Linked DNA regions of Zea mays: all the other regions are linked to region 1. A link is a contact called in public Hi-C data. All regions are on one chromosome and are shown on one strand. Each heading gives the region's core, a stretch centred on a gene start, on an enhancer-like site or on the middle of the called end of the contact. The rest is flanking DNA. Distances are from core to core; before and after follow the strand shown. Region 1 holds the start of LOC100382099 (Putative DUF1296 domain containing family protein). Region 2 holds the start of LOC103629877 (epidermal growth factor receptor substrate 15). Region 3 holds the start of LOC103625685 (mechanosensitive ion channel protein 10).

Region 1 (3,823 bases), core at 548-3,047:
GGAACACTAATACACAGGGTTATATTGTAGCTGATGAAAATGGATTGAAATCGCTTGGTCCAAATGTCGATGCTAAGGAACGTAAGAGGCAACGGGAAAGAGAAAGATATGCCGCGATGCCCATTGAAAAAACGAGAAAAGTAGAAAGCGTCGTAAAGTAAGCCAACGAAATAAAGGACCTCCTATACAGCCAGAGGCATCTAGAGGTGATGAAAAAGTTAAATTCCTAATTGTTATTATATCACGAGTTGTAGATATGTAAGTATGTGTTCATTTCGAATGTATTTATAAAGGACACTTCTGTTGTAGGATCCTAATGACTGATATTTTGCAGGTTTTTATGCCACGGAAATTCAATAGATGTCACGCCCTTTTCGTAATAGATCATGTTAAAAAGCATGTGACTTTTATCGACTTTACACCGACTCAAGATTGGTGTAAACACATGCCATACAAGAGATTCACGGAAGCGATTATCATGGCCTCAAAAAATATAAGATTGCTTACAGTAAGAAACGTTCTAGATGGGCGGAGGATATCTTTAAGTGGGAACATATAATTCAGACTGGTGTTCCAATTGACTTAAGAGGGTATTTTCTTCGTACCACCTTCTCAGCAGTTTAATTTTTTCTATGATAATCATTGTATAAAACATAGTTGCCTAAACATTATTCTATAGGTTTAATACGAGCTACCTCGTTCTACAAGCTATGGCCATGTGGGGGAATGACAGACGAATGAAATTTGTTGGGGTGAGTGTAGTACGTTCGTTTTGTGTTCAAAACATACATTCGGCTATCTCGTTCTACAAGATAATATGTTTTGTTCTCTTATGTCTTTGTTTGTAGGATGCAAAGATTCTTCAAATAAACTTTGTGATTGATCTGTTAAGTTATGAGGACAATTCGTGTCGATATGCCATCCCTACAAACATACAACAGAGACTTATCGATATCGCTAAAAAGGATTAGCTGATTAGTGTACAGTTGTCGACACATTTGTCTGTAATTAAAAATTTTAAATTAACTTTTTAGAAATAATTTGTGTGATATTGATAATGTTTTCCACACATATTTTGCATAATATAGTGATGTTTGTCGTTCTGTATTAATGTTTCATACAAATCTTTTACTTCCGTCGCAACGGATGAACACATATCTATAACAATATAACACACATATGTACATAAATTATTGTGTTATTATACATTTTTCTGTTGCAACGCACGGTCACTCACATAGTCTTTACTAATATAAAACAACATTTTCTTCCTTCGTGCATCGTGTACACCGTCCTATCCAACTGCGCGTAACTATCATAAAAAAAATTAGGAGAAGTGGGATTTAGGGGCTGTTTGGTTCGTGGGTAAATGTGCCACACTTTGCCTAAGGTTAGTCGTTCGAATTGAAGAACTAACCTTAGACAGAAAAGTTAGGCAAAGTGTGGCAAGTTAGGCATCAAACCAAACAGCCCTTTAAAGTGCAACGTACGCAGGCCCGACCTACAAAATGAGCCTGAGTCGAAAAACAAACAAGAATGCAGGTCCGTTCTCTGCCAAACCGATCGAATTAACCTACCGCCATTCAAGATGACGCTTCCACCCTCGCCCCCCTACCACTTGGTTCAAGCCGTAAATTCCACGCTCACGGATTTCCTAAGTAGGGATAGGGATATATCCGTCATTTGAGCACCCCTTCCCGCGTTCACACACGCTGACACACTAGCCGCCTCCGCCGGAAAACTCGTGCACAAGCACAACACAACGGCCACCACCGGACCACCGGCCCTCGCAGGTCGCGCAACCATTTCCCTTGGAAAACAACGCGCCCACCCGAGCCCGGCCGGCCCCAACCACTCCAACCAAACCAAAGCCCAAACCCGCTTTCCCCCGAAACCCAGGCCCTCGCGTCGTTTGATGCGATTCCGGCGGCGATCGTCAGCGCCTCCAACACCACCCGCTCCCCCGTCCTAGCGTGCGTTCGGGCGATCTCCCCTCTCGCGGCGGGCATGGCTGGCGTTGGCGGCGGGGCGCGCAGCTCAGACAGGGCGGGGGCGGCGCGCTCGCCCACCACCACCACCACCACCACCACCACGGCGATCCAGTCCACCATCCAGTCGATCAAGGAGGTCGTCGTCGGCCACTCCGACGCCGACATCTTGGACACCCTCCGCGAGTCTAACATGGACCCCAACGAGACGGCGCAGAAGCTGCTGAATCAAGGTCCCCTTACCTCTCCCCTGTTCTCCGATCTGGGGTCGCCTCGACTCCATCGATCTCGTACCGGTGCCTTGAGCTAGGGTTTTGGGGCGCTCGCTGAGCTGCATTGGGTCGGCTCTGCCGCCACACCCGTGGGGGCGCAGGGGATTGCCGTGTACAGTCTAGGGTTTTCGAGATATGGGGATTTGGGGGAGGCTCAGCGTTTAGTGGTTTATTGATTACTGATACTAATCACGAGGGTCGTGATTTTGATTAGCGAGTGATGTCCATATATATAATGGCACTCTTGCAGGGCCAAGTCGTTAACTTTAGTTGTTGGCTACTTGTAATTTTGTGTTCTATTCTATGTTGCAACTTTGTAGAAGGTAGTGCTTACTATTGCTTGCTGGTGTGTGTTGTAACGGGCCTATAAGAATAGATATTATAATGGTCTCCATGTTTTTTTTTCGAGAAGAAAATGATCTTTGGTGTTTTTGTATGGTGCTGATATGTGCGATGTCTCTTATTTGCTGGACGTCAGATGCCTTTGTTTGCAATATATATTGCCTCCGGTAGTAAATCTTCTCATGTTATTTTTTGTGCTTAGAATTTGTTGTTCGTTTGCACTTGCAGATCCATTTCACGAAGTGAAAAGAAAAAGGGACAAGAAGAAAGAGGTATACACTGTTTGGGTAAATTTTCAGTGCAACGGTAAAATAATGGATTAAACCTGAAGTTGTTTCCTTTTTGTTTATAGCATACTTGTACATATTCATCTTGCAATGTTAGGCTTTTTGTGATGTTTTGAAACAATCTAAATCAAAAAGTCACATTTGGGGTTCTATGCCCTTAAATTGCATGCACACAGTCACTCAATAGGCTAGCAAAAGAGGTAAAATATGATGAGACGTACACATTGCTTTTGCACAAGACATGCATTCCACAACACTTTATTTGTTCTACGTGTTCTCTCTTGCCTTTTTCCTTGTGTGTGTGTGAGCTTTCAGCACGGTTATGAATAGACAAAGGTAGTTCTCTATCAATTGAGGAAACATGTTAGGTTTATTGCTTCTTTGTTAAAGTGTGCAATGCACATTATGAAGCTTCAAAAATGCTGAAAATCATACGTTGCTATTCTTTTATTCGGTTGTGCTGAAAAAAGTATTACATTGTTAGAGTGCTGGCCAGAAGAGCTTTGCTGATAGTACTGGACAAGTTGACCAGAACCCTCAATGGATGAGGCCACATACCCACAGGATGGAAAATGATCAAAGAAGACTTCCCAATCAGGGTCAGATGTCAGGTAACATAATTGAGGGTCACCATTTGTAATTCTGATCTTATGTTTAGTAACATAGAATGAATATGCTTCTGTTGCTGCCAAGATAGTTCCAATCATCTTTATATATTTCCAGCGATCCAGCTTCTAGACAATGACGAAACATATAGCTTCTTGTTTTCCATGGCAATCTTGTTTGTCTCTAGCTTGCTTGTCTTTGCTTTTGGCTTCCCATTACATACTATAAGCTTCTGCAGTTCACATATGGCGTGACATATGTGCATTATTGTGGTTGTGTAACTTGCAGGTTTCAACTTGACTGTTAACTGATTGCTTGATGCAGGCCC
Region 2 (3,823 bases), core at 809-3,308, 180 kb after region 1:
CATCATGTTTACGTTTGTTGAATTTGCATTGGCAGGTGTTGTAGCACCCGGCATATGAGAATTGTAGACTGGCAGAGGAGTTGAATTCTGTGCTGAAATTCCTGCAGTAGTAAGGTTGCCCTGCGGAGAAATACCTCTGGTTGGAGCTTGTGAAGTTGCACCCAACGAACTTGCACTCCTCTTACCACTAAACCAATCCGTAGCGAGATTTGTTGTGGTTGAGCTGGTATGGTTTAGCCCACTAGGACCACCTCCCACGGGTGGCCTTGATGCAACTCCCTGAACAGGGGGCACAGTGTTTGCATTTGGAGGTTGTGGCGGCCTCACTTGTGGATTTGATGATGCCCCAGGAAGCACTTGTGGTCCTCTTACAGCAGGATTCTGTTGACCAGACCCTAGTGCTCGAGTGGCATTCGGGGGGCTAGCTACACTGTTTGTCTGAGGACCAGCAGTAGAAACATTTATCCGAGGAGCAGGTATCTTTGCAGCAGCTGGACCAAATAATGCTGACCTAACAATATCAGGTGTCAATTCTCGACCGCTCTGAGCTACTGTGACAAGTTTAAGCGAATTGCAGAAGTCTTCGCGCCCAAGGAAACCAGTCCGATTTTTATCAGCATATGTCCAAATCTGAACCGCAGAAGAGGAAATACAAAGCTATCAGAAAGAAGCAAATCTAACTGCAATGTGCAGTTCAATTGTGTTTAAATTTCTAATAATAACAAGATTCCAGTATATTACAATTGGTTGGAGAGTGCAATGTGCAGTTTGGTGTGCTTCCAAATAAGGGATGCACGGGTATTTCTTCCAAATAAAACTTGAAATGCAGCAGATGTTTACAGCTAAAGGTTGGTAAATTTTGGAATGGCAAAGCAGTACTCCACTAAAAGTTGTTCATTCCTAAAACCGTCACTCTCTCGTACAGAATCCAAATCTGAACACTACAAAGGCACATGCTAAGGTAGTCTTGTACGCAACTTGGATTCCAACAGCATAACAAGTTGATGCCCGACTCAAGTGGAAAGCCCCAACCCAATGCGTGACCTAAACCTCAGTTGTCTACACTTTAGGGAGAACAACACAGAAACTTAAAATGGTATTCCAAGCTTCAATTGGCGAGCTCACAGCGCTAGAGAGAGAGAGAATGAGCGAGCTAGAGCATCAAATTACGCAGCTAGATAAGTCAGGAGTACCGCACATCTAATTGTAAGCATGAAGCACTGACAAAGCAACTAAAGTTGATCTGCTTGGTCGGTGGGAAAGGACTAAAATACAGCGACATCCACAGTGAGCAAAGAAGAGCAGAGCAGGCTCCAAATCTCGGCGCCTCGAGCCCACTACAGCTCGGAATCCCGAGCGGTGCAACGGCCAACAGCAGCCACCCCCGCGATTGGAGCCGCAAGGTGGCTCGAGTGTCGCAGATCATCGAGGAGCAAGTCGCGCGGCGCGGCGCGGAGGAGGGGAGATCTAAGGTTCACCTGCGCTAGGACGGGCTGCGGGAGGCCGGAGCCCTTGAAGAAGGCGACGGCCTCCTGGCCGCTGATCCGGCCGTCGCGGTCCAGATCCGCGGCGCAGAAGTAGGCGTCGAAGGCCGCCTCCATCGCCCCCGGAGGAGGGCTGGGGCGGGAGGCACCAGTCGCCGGCCGGCGAGATCGGGAGGAGTGGCAGGTGTAGCCGCGCGTGTCGGCGTGCGGGCGGTGCCTTCGCCTTGTGTCGTCTGTTTGTCCGCCCCGACGAAGATGAGTTGCATTGCATTTCGCTGGATCCTCCGGGGGCAAAGTAGCCGTGCAACACAAAAACTTTCATCACATCAAGGGGCTTAAGATTTCTGGCTAGAGTTTAAGTACTTGCGGTTACTTTTGGAAAAGAACATAAAAGAAGAAGGGATGGTTGGAAATGTTAAATTCCGAGGACCATATACGCCAGCAAAGTACACGGCGCGGAACATAGGAGAAGTAGCATATTAAGGGGAGACAATTACATATGTAGGACTCTAAACATCGTGCTTCGTAATAATGGTATTCATAACATTTTTTCCATAAAAATAGGACTACAAACATTACCTAATTGATTGTACTGCCATTTACCATATATTCTTCCTTTTCTAATGTATTCTCATGTATTTGATGTCTAATAAGGAGACATTTATTCTTCTAGAATTATACGCAACGAAGAAGCATGAACTGCATGTCGAACTGGAGAGAACCGGCCATGAACCACGGTCAAGCTTCCCTGTGACCCTGTGTCACGTATTTCCGCCGCGGCCACGCCCAGCAAGGCGCGTCCACTTGCTCTCCGGTCACACGCAGGCAGCCCCGCGTCCCATGACTTCGCATCTTCCTCTCGTACTCGCTGTGTGAAGTTTTCCTTTGAGATATACGTTTCCTTTCTAATCCTCGTAGGGCAACATGGTCAGAAACTTCAGCTGCAAGATCCACCTCTTTCAAAAACGTCAGCAATCCAACTACCTGCAACTATTAAGGGTCCGTTCGGTTGTACAGGAATAAACCATGATTCGTTCCAGCTCATCAAAATCTATATAAATTAGAGAAGTAATCCGGCTAGGAATCAATTCAGGGCTCCAACCCCTAAAAACCGAACAGGGCCTAAAGTATCTTTGTTCCTGACGCATAGCAAGCAAACGGATGAAAGAGATTAGGGGAGTGGGGGCAGTTGTCTTGCTCGCGCAGCTCGTCGGACGGCGCAGCGAGGGCCAGCTCGACAACCTGCGCGTCTCTGGCCAGCACAGCTGCACAGGGCGCGGGGGCACCCGTCCGGCGGTGGGTGTTTTTTCAGAGATCGGGCGATCCTTGTTTTGCTTGTCCATGGCGGCACAGAGAAGACGAGAAAGGTAGACGTGAGTATAAAATAACCAGTGGCGTTGATCCGGACGTCAATCACTGTGTTGAGAACCGGCGGCGGTGCTCTCTGCATAAATACGTATTTTTATGTGTGTTTGTTTGCTTACTCTTAATTACAGGTGATTGGACAAAGATTGTGGACGGTGTGATGAGGCCGAGGCTGAGGAGGGAGAGAAGGACCACCCGTAGGACGAAGGAGGAGGCACAGATGCCCTAGCAAGACGAGGACGTGCACCAGCAGATGGACGATGCGGCGTAGCAAGCCACCGTCGATGCAGCGTAGCGGGACACGTCTAGTTTTGGCGCCTTTGGTTCGACACGAGTTTACTTGCGAGGTCCCGTGAGTCTCCCCCAGCGATCGATACGTTGTGACCGACGCCCGATGATTCGACCAGAGGGGAAAATGTATGTGACTTTAGATGTTCTCAGTGCTTCTTCATATTATATGTTTGCGAACACAAGGTTTACTTGTCCCTTATGGTTTAGGTTGATGATGAGTGATTGTCAACTGGTAGCACTCTAGGGTAGTCGGTCGTCTTGTGGTGTACAAGTGTGGAGCACACGGACGATGGTCGATGGCTGTGGTGAAGGTCATACGGGCTCATGCTCATGGACCGAAAGCGGTGAAGGTCCAATGATGGGTCTTGGTTGATGGACCAGAGCAGCCTAGTGACCAGCCGTGGTGGCTGACACCTAGGACACGCACTCGCGAGAGGACATGGCAGAGTGGCGTCGGTTCCAGAGGGAACCGGTGGTGGCATGTGGTGTCACAGCGAAGGGTGCATCAAGGCGAAGCAACTTTATGTGAAGCGCATGGTCGTCAGATCGAAAACCTAAGAGTTGTTCTATTTTGTCCCTCGCAAAGTGGATAGACTCTAAATAGGTGTAGTTTAGGAGATATAAATAACCATCTATAAATAGAGGGGAGGGCTGGTTAGTTCAGCATCTCTTGGCTGCCATTT
Region 3 (3,823 bases), core at 494-2,993, 150 kb before region 1:
ATTCTGAAACAGGAAAACAGAGATAGTAAATGCATTCATTTTTTCCATTACCACCCAATTCTTTAGTGCAGACTTTTTTATCTTTCCGGTCTCTGGTGCTCCCTCAAACATTGGAATCACCAGGTGCACCTCCTCCTTGGTGAAAAATCTCAGCAGATCCACCTCCTCAATGTGCCTACGTCAATAATTGAAAAGAATTGCTGCGCATGTTGAGCCATGCATATGTAGACAAGAAATGGCTACTGAAAAAAGTAGTTCTCACTTATAGCTGGGCTTTGCGACATTCTTGAATATGGCATACGCCGCGGCCTTGGCCTCCCATTCACTATTTATTTCTTTATCCTTCTGTTCCATGCCATCTACATCATCAAAGCTCTCGATAGTATTAGATATGGTTGACAGCCTAGAGCTTCGGATTGCTGTGATGAGCCCTCTCATCGTCCATGCTGAGACCTTCTCCTGACTCATCCTCCTGAGCTTGACAACATCGATCACCTCCGGCACGCCTTTGTCCTCCTTGGCCCTGCCGATACTGACCCGCCCAAGGCCACTGCCCTCGCGCCCCACATTCTCCGCCAGCTCCATTAACGGCGGGCCCGACAGCGTCTGCAGCACGTACTGATGGAACACGCTCTCTTGAATCCGGTCGAAGAAGGTCTTGCGGTGGAACGTGGACGCAACCACCTTCATAAGGAAGGTCTTGACGAGCCAGATGACGGAGCCGATGAGCATGGAGGCGAGGAACCTGGAGACGTAGTTGAGGGTCCTGGCGGTCTTGCGGGAGCGGCCGACCTCGCTGTCGAAGAGCTGGGACCAGGCGATGAGCACGAGCGCGAGCCAGAGGCAGACCTGGAAGCTCTTCTTGAGCCCGAAGACGAAGTAGAGCACCTTGGTGCGCAGCAGGAAGTTGCGCTCGACGACGAAAACGATGAGCGTGACGAGCCACTGGCTGAGGAGGTGGCCGGAGAAGACGGCGGTGACCATGACGCACCACTTCCAGATCTCCAGCCCCCACAGTACGCGGCCCTGCAGGGGGCGCACGACGAGGCTGACGACGAGCAGGCCGAGGAAGAGGACGAGCACGCAGAGCTCGAGGCCAAGGCGGACCCGGCGGCGGCACCGCGCCGCGGAGGCCGGCGCGCGGGAGCCATCCTTGTTGCGGAAGATGTCCTCGTCGTCGTCGGCCTCCGCGGGGGTGTGCGGGGTGGAGACGCTCGCGGCGCGATGGGTCGGGGTGGCGGTCAGCGAGGCGGCGGCGGTGGCGGCGGGGTGGACCGGGGAGGGGTGGGCGGAGTCCGGGTGCATCGGGGTGGGCGGCTCGACGAAGCGCGACTTGGGCTTGGCGATGGAGGAGCGGCGGCGGAGGAGCGCGGGGGGCAGCGGCGGGCGCGAGGGGCTGGAGGCCGGCGGCTTCTCGGGGTTCTGCGAGAGCTTTGGGGTCTCCGGCGGCGGTGGGTTCGGCTGCTGGTTGTTGCTCGGGTGCGGCGGCGGCAGGTTGTCGGGCTGGATGTGGAGGACGTGGTCCGCATTATTGGGCGGCGCGGCCGCCTTGGCAGTGGACGGGTCCATAGCACGCCCCCGCGCGCGGCGGCGGGCCAGGTAACCTGGGTACTTTGGAGGCTACGGCGGCGGCTGGGCGGGAAGCGGGGCGGGGCGGCGTAGCGGACCGCTTATTATTTGTGGTGTCGGGGTAGTGCGGCCGTGCAACACTGCAGCAAGTGCACAGGTGCCGTCGAGGGAACGGAGGACGGACGGGGAAGGTGACCGTTTTTCGAAGTTTGAGCTAGAGAGAAAGCCCAGGGTTTGTTTTTTTTTTTTAAAAAAGGGGGAAGCCCAGGGCGTTAGGGCCCACGCTAGTTATAAAAGCGGAAAGTACTACGCAGAGTGTAGAGGACGAAGGTTGGCGCTCGGCTGGTGATCACGCGCCCCACGCTCGTCCGGCGGACCGCCACGCTACCTGGTCGTGGCGTTTGTCGCCTCGGTTCGCTCGCAGCCTAGGTCCGGGTTTCACGCACAGACTTTCGGCGGGCGGAAATGGGAAGCAAAATCAAACCGCCAAGCGACACAGTTCTTAGGCTAGCTCCAGCAAGGCACCCTAAAGGGTTCTGTACCCTAAATATAGAGGATCAAATGGTCCTCTACGCCCTCCAGCAGCGTCCTCTAAACAGTTCTCTAAATTTAGAGGACGCTGCTGGATTCTCTATATATAGAGTTTCTCTAAACGGTCCTCTATCCATTTAAATACTTTAAATAACCGGTTTAGCAAAACTAAAATATGTACAATACATTTAAGAGTATGACAAATACATATGTACAAAAAATAAAAATAAAAAATGTCTCTGATATAGATATTTGAGTATAGATGACGTGATTTAGAGGACGTTATTGGAGAGAAAGGAGATATAGAGGATGGAATCTTTTAGAGGAGACTGTAAAGGACGGATATAGAGGATAGATATAGAGGACGTTGCTGGAGACAGCCTTATATAATCACACCAGGCACCACTGTGGTATGCAGGGTCGGTGGCCGGCCCTAGTCAAGTGCTACCTCTATTTACAAATACTCCTATGACTTTTTTAGAAATTTTTGATCATCCATATTATTCGAAATATTTATTTTAAAATATAAAATATTAAGTAAAACTCTAATTAACTTAAGTGATAAAACAAACTAAAAATAAATAATAACTTATTATTTTTTAATAAGATGAATGGTAAATGTTTTTAAAAAATTAATTGTGTCATATATTTATGAACAAATGGTAGCCATTTTTGGGTAGCTAGAGCTCCTCGCCACCTTTATCAATTTTTCACGTGTCGTCGTAATGGCCAGTTCCTTTCGATTCCAATTCATTCACGTAGACCGGTGAGGCCTAGATAGGTTTAAATCCTAAGCAAATTAAAATCTCTTATAATCTATTTTAATCTCATCCGATCTTAATGGGATAGAAATAATTTAGAAACATACCAAGTACAACCATATATATTAGGTCCGTTTGAATCCTTAGAATTGAATTATATTCTAATAATCACAATTTAGACATATATTAACTAAGCTAAGGCGTCGTTTGGATCCTTGGAATTCACTTGAATTGAATTCCATTGTAATAATCATAATTTAGACAAGCTAATATGATTATATATAAAATATACTTGTATACTATTGTGGGCCATATGTTAGAGAAATTTATATGCTACATTTTTACTATAGAGGTGTGAGGTGAAGAACATATTATAAGTTACAGAGTAAAAACATATACTAGTGATGCACAAAACTACAATAAACTAGCTCTTAGACAGAAAATAAAAAATATGTTTTTAAACTAGCCTTTAGTTGATTTTTTTATTTATTATTCTAAGGGCTAGTTTATTATAAGGCCACTTTTATTCATCGCTTTAAACCCTTCCCTTGGAACCCATTGGACTGAGACAATCACTGATGGAGGAACTCGGCCGTATTTTCACTCTTTTTTACTAAAAATATGAAATACTCTATTATGATATATGTATTTAATAAATGAGCTATATGTACATTTGGATATTCAATAAATAGCTTGTATGTGTATGTGCACATATATTTATTAATGCACTCTCCTTTAATATTGCAGAGAATACTAAAAAATAATTACCTAAAATCGGTACTAAAGCTTAATTTTTAGTATTAGTCTTTAACTAGAAATAGTACTAAATTTCAACAAAAAACGGTACTAAAAAGTAAGCTTTAGTATCGGTTTTGCAAAAGAACCAATACTAATACGTGTCCTCTATAATATCTCACAAACGACACCAGTCTTTCTCGGGACACCATTCAACCTTGCCTTTA

Evidence for each region. A called contact is a pair of places that touch in the nucleus more often than the background predicts.
Region 2: a contact with region 1 is called in a Hi-C map of endosperm, with 2.2 times the contacts expected there. The contact joins the promoter of LOC103629877 here to the promoter of LOC100382099 in region 1. A contact is called at or near these places in 5 of 25 Hi-C or Micro-C datasets (ear, endosperm, leaf and 1 more).
Region 3: a Hi-C map of tassel shows a contact between it and region 1, with 3 times the contacts expected there. The contact joins the promoter of LOC103625685 here to the promoter of LOC100382099 in region 1. A contact is called at or near these places in 5 of 25 Hi-C or Micro-C datasets (ear, endosperm, leaf and 1 more) and 1 of 3 datasets of contacts at active chromatin or transcription factors (leaf).

Annotation. Positions count from the first base shown.
Region 1 is chr6:120,118,320-120,122,142 of Zm-B73-REFERENCE-NAM-5.0, forward strand. LOC100382099 (Putative DUF1296 domain containing family protein) reads left to right here and starts at 1,798. Exons shown (of 11, transcript NM_001174860.1): 1 at 1,798-2,221; 2 at 2,831-2,874; 3 at 3,374-3,500; 4 at 3,820-3,823. The coding sequence starts at 2,008.
Region 2 is chr6:120,299,694-120,303,516 of Zm-B73-REFERENCE-NAM-5.0, forward strand. LOC103629877 (epidermal growth factor receptor substrate 15) reads right to left here and starts at 2,059. Exons shown (of 13, transcript XM_008650981.4): 1 at 1,479-2,059; 2 at 1-630. The coding sequence starts at 1,601.
Region 3 is chr6:119,965,458-119,969,280 of Zm-B73-REFERENCE-NAM-5.0, forward strand. LOC103625685 (mechanosensitive ion channel protein 10) reads right to left here and starts at 1,744. Exons shown (of 5, transcript XM_008650980.4): 1 at 263-1,744; 2 at 52-175. The coding sequence starts at 1,569.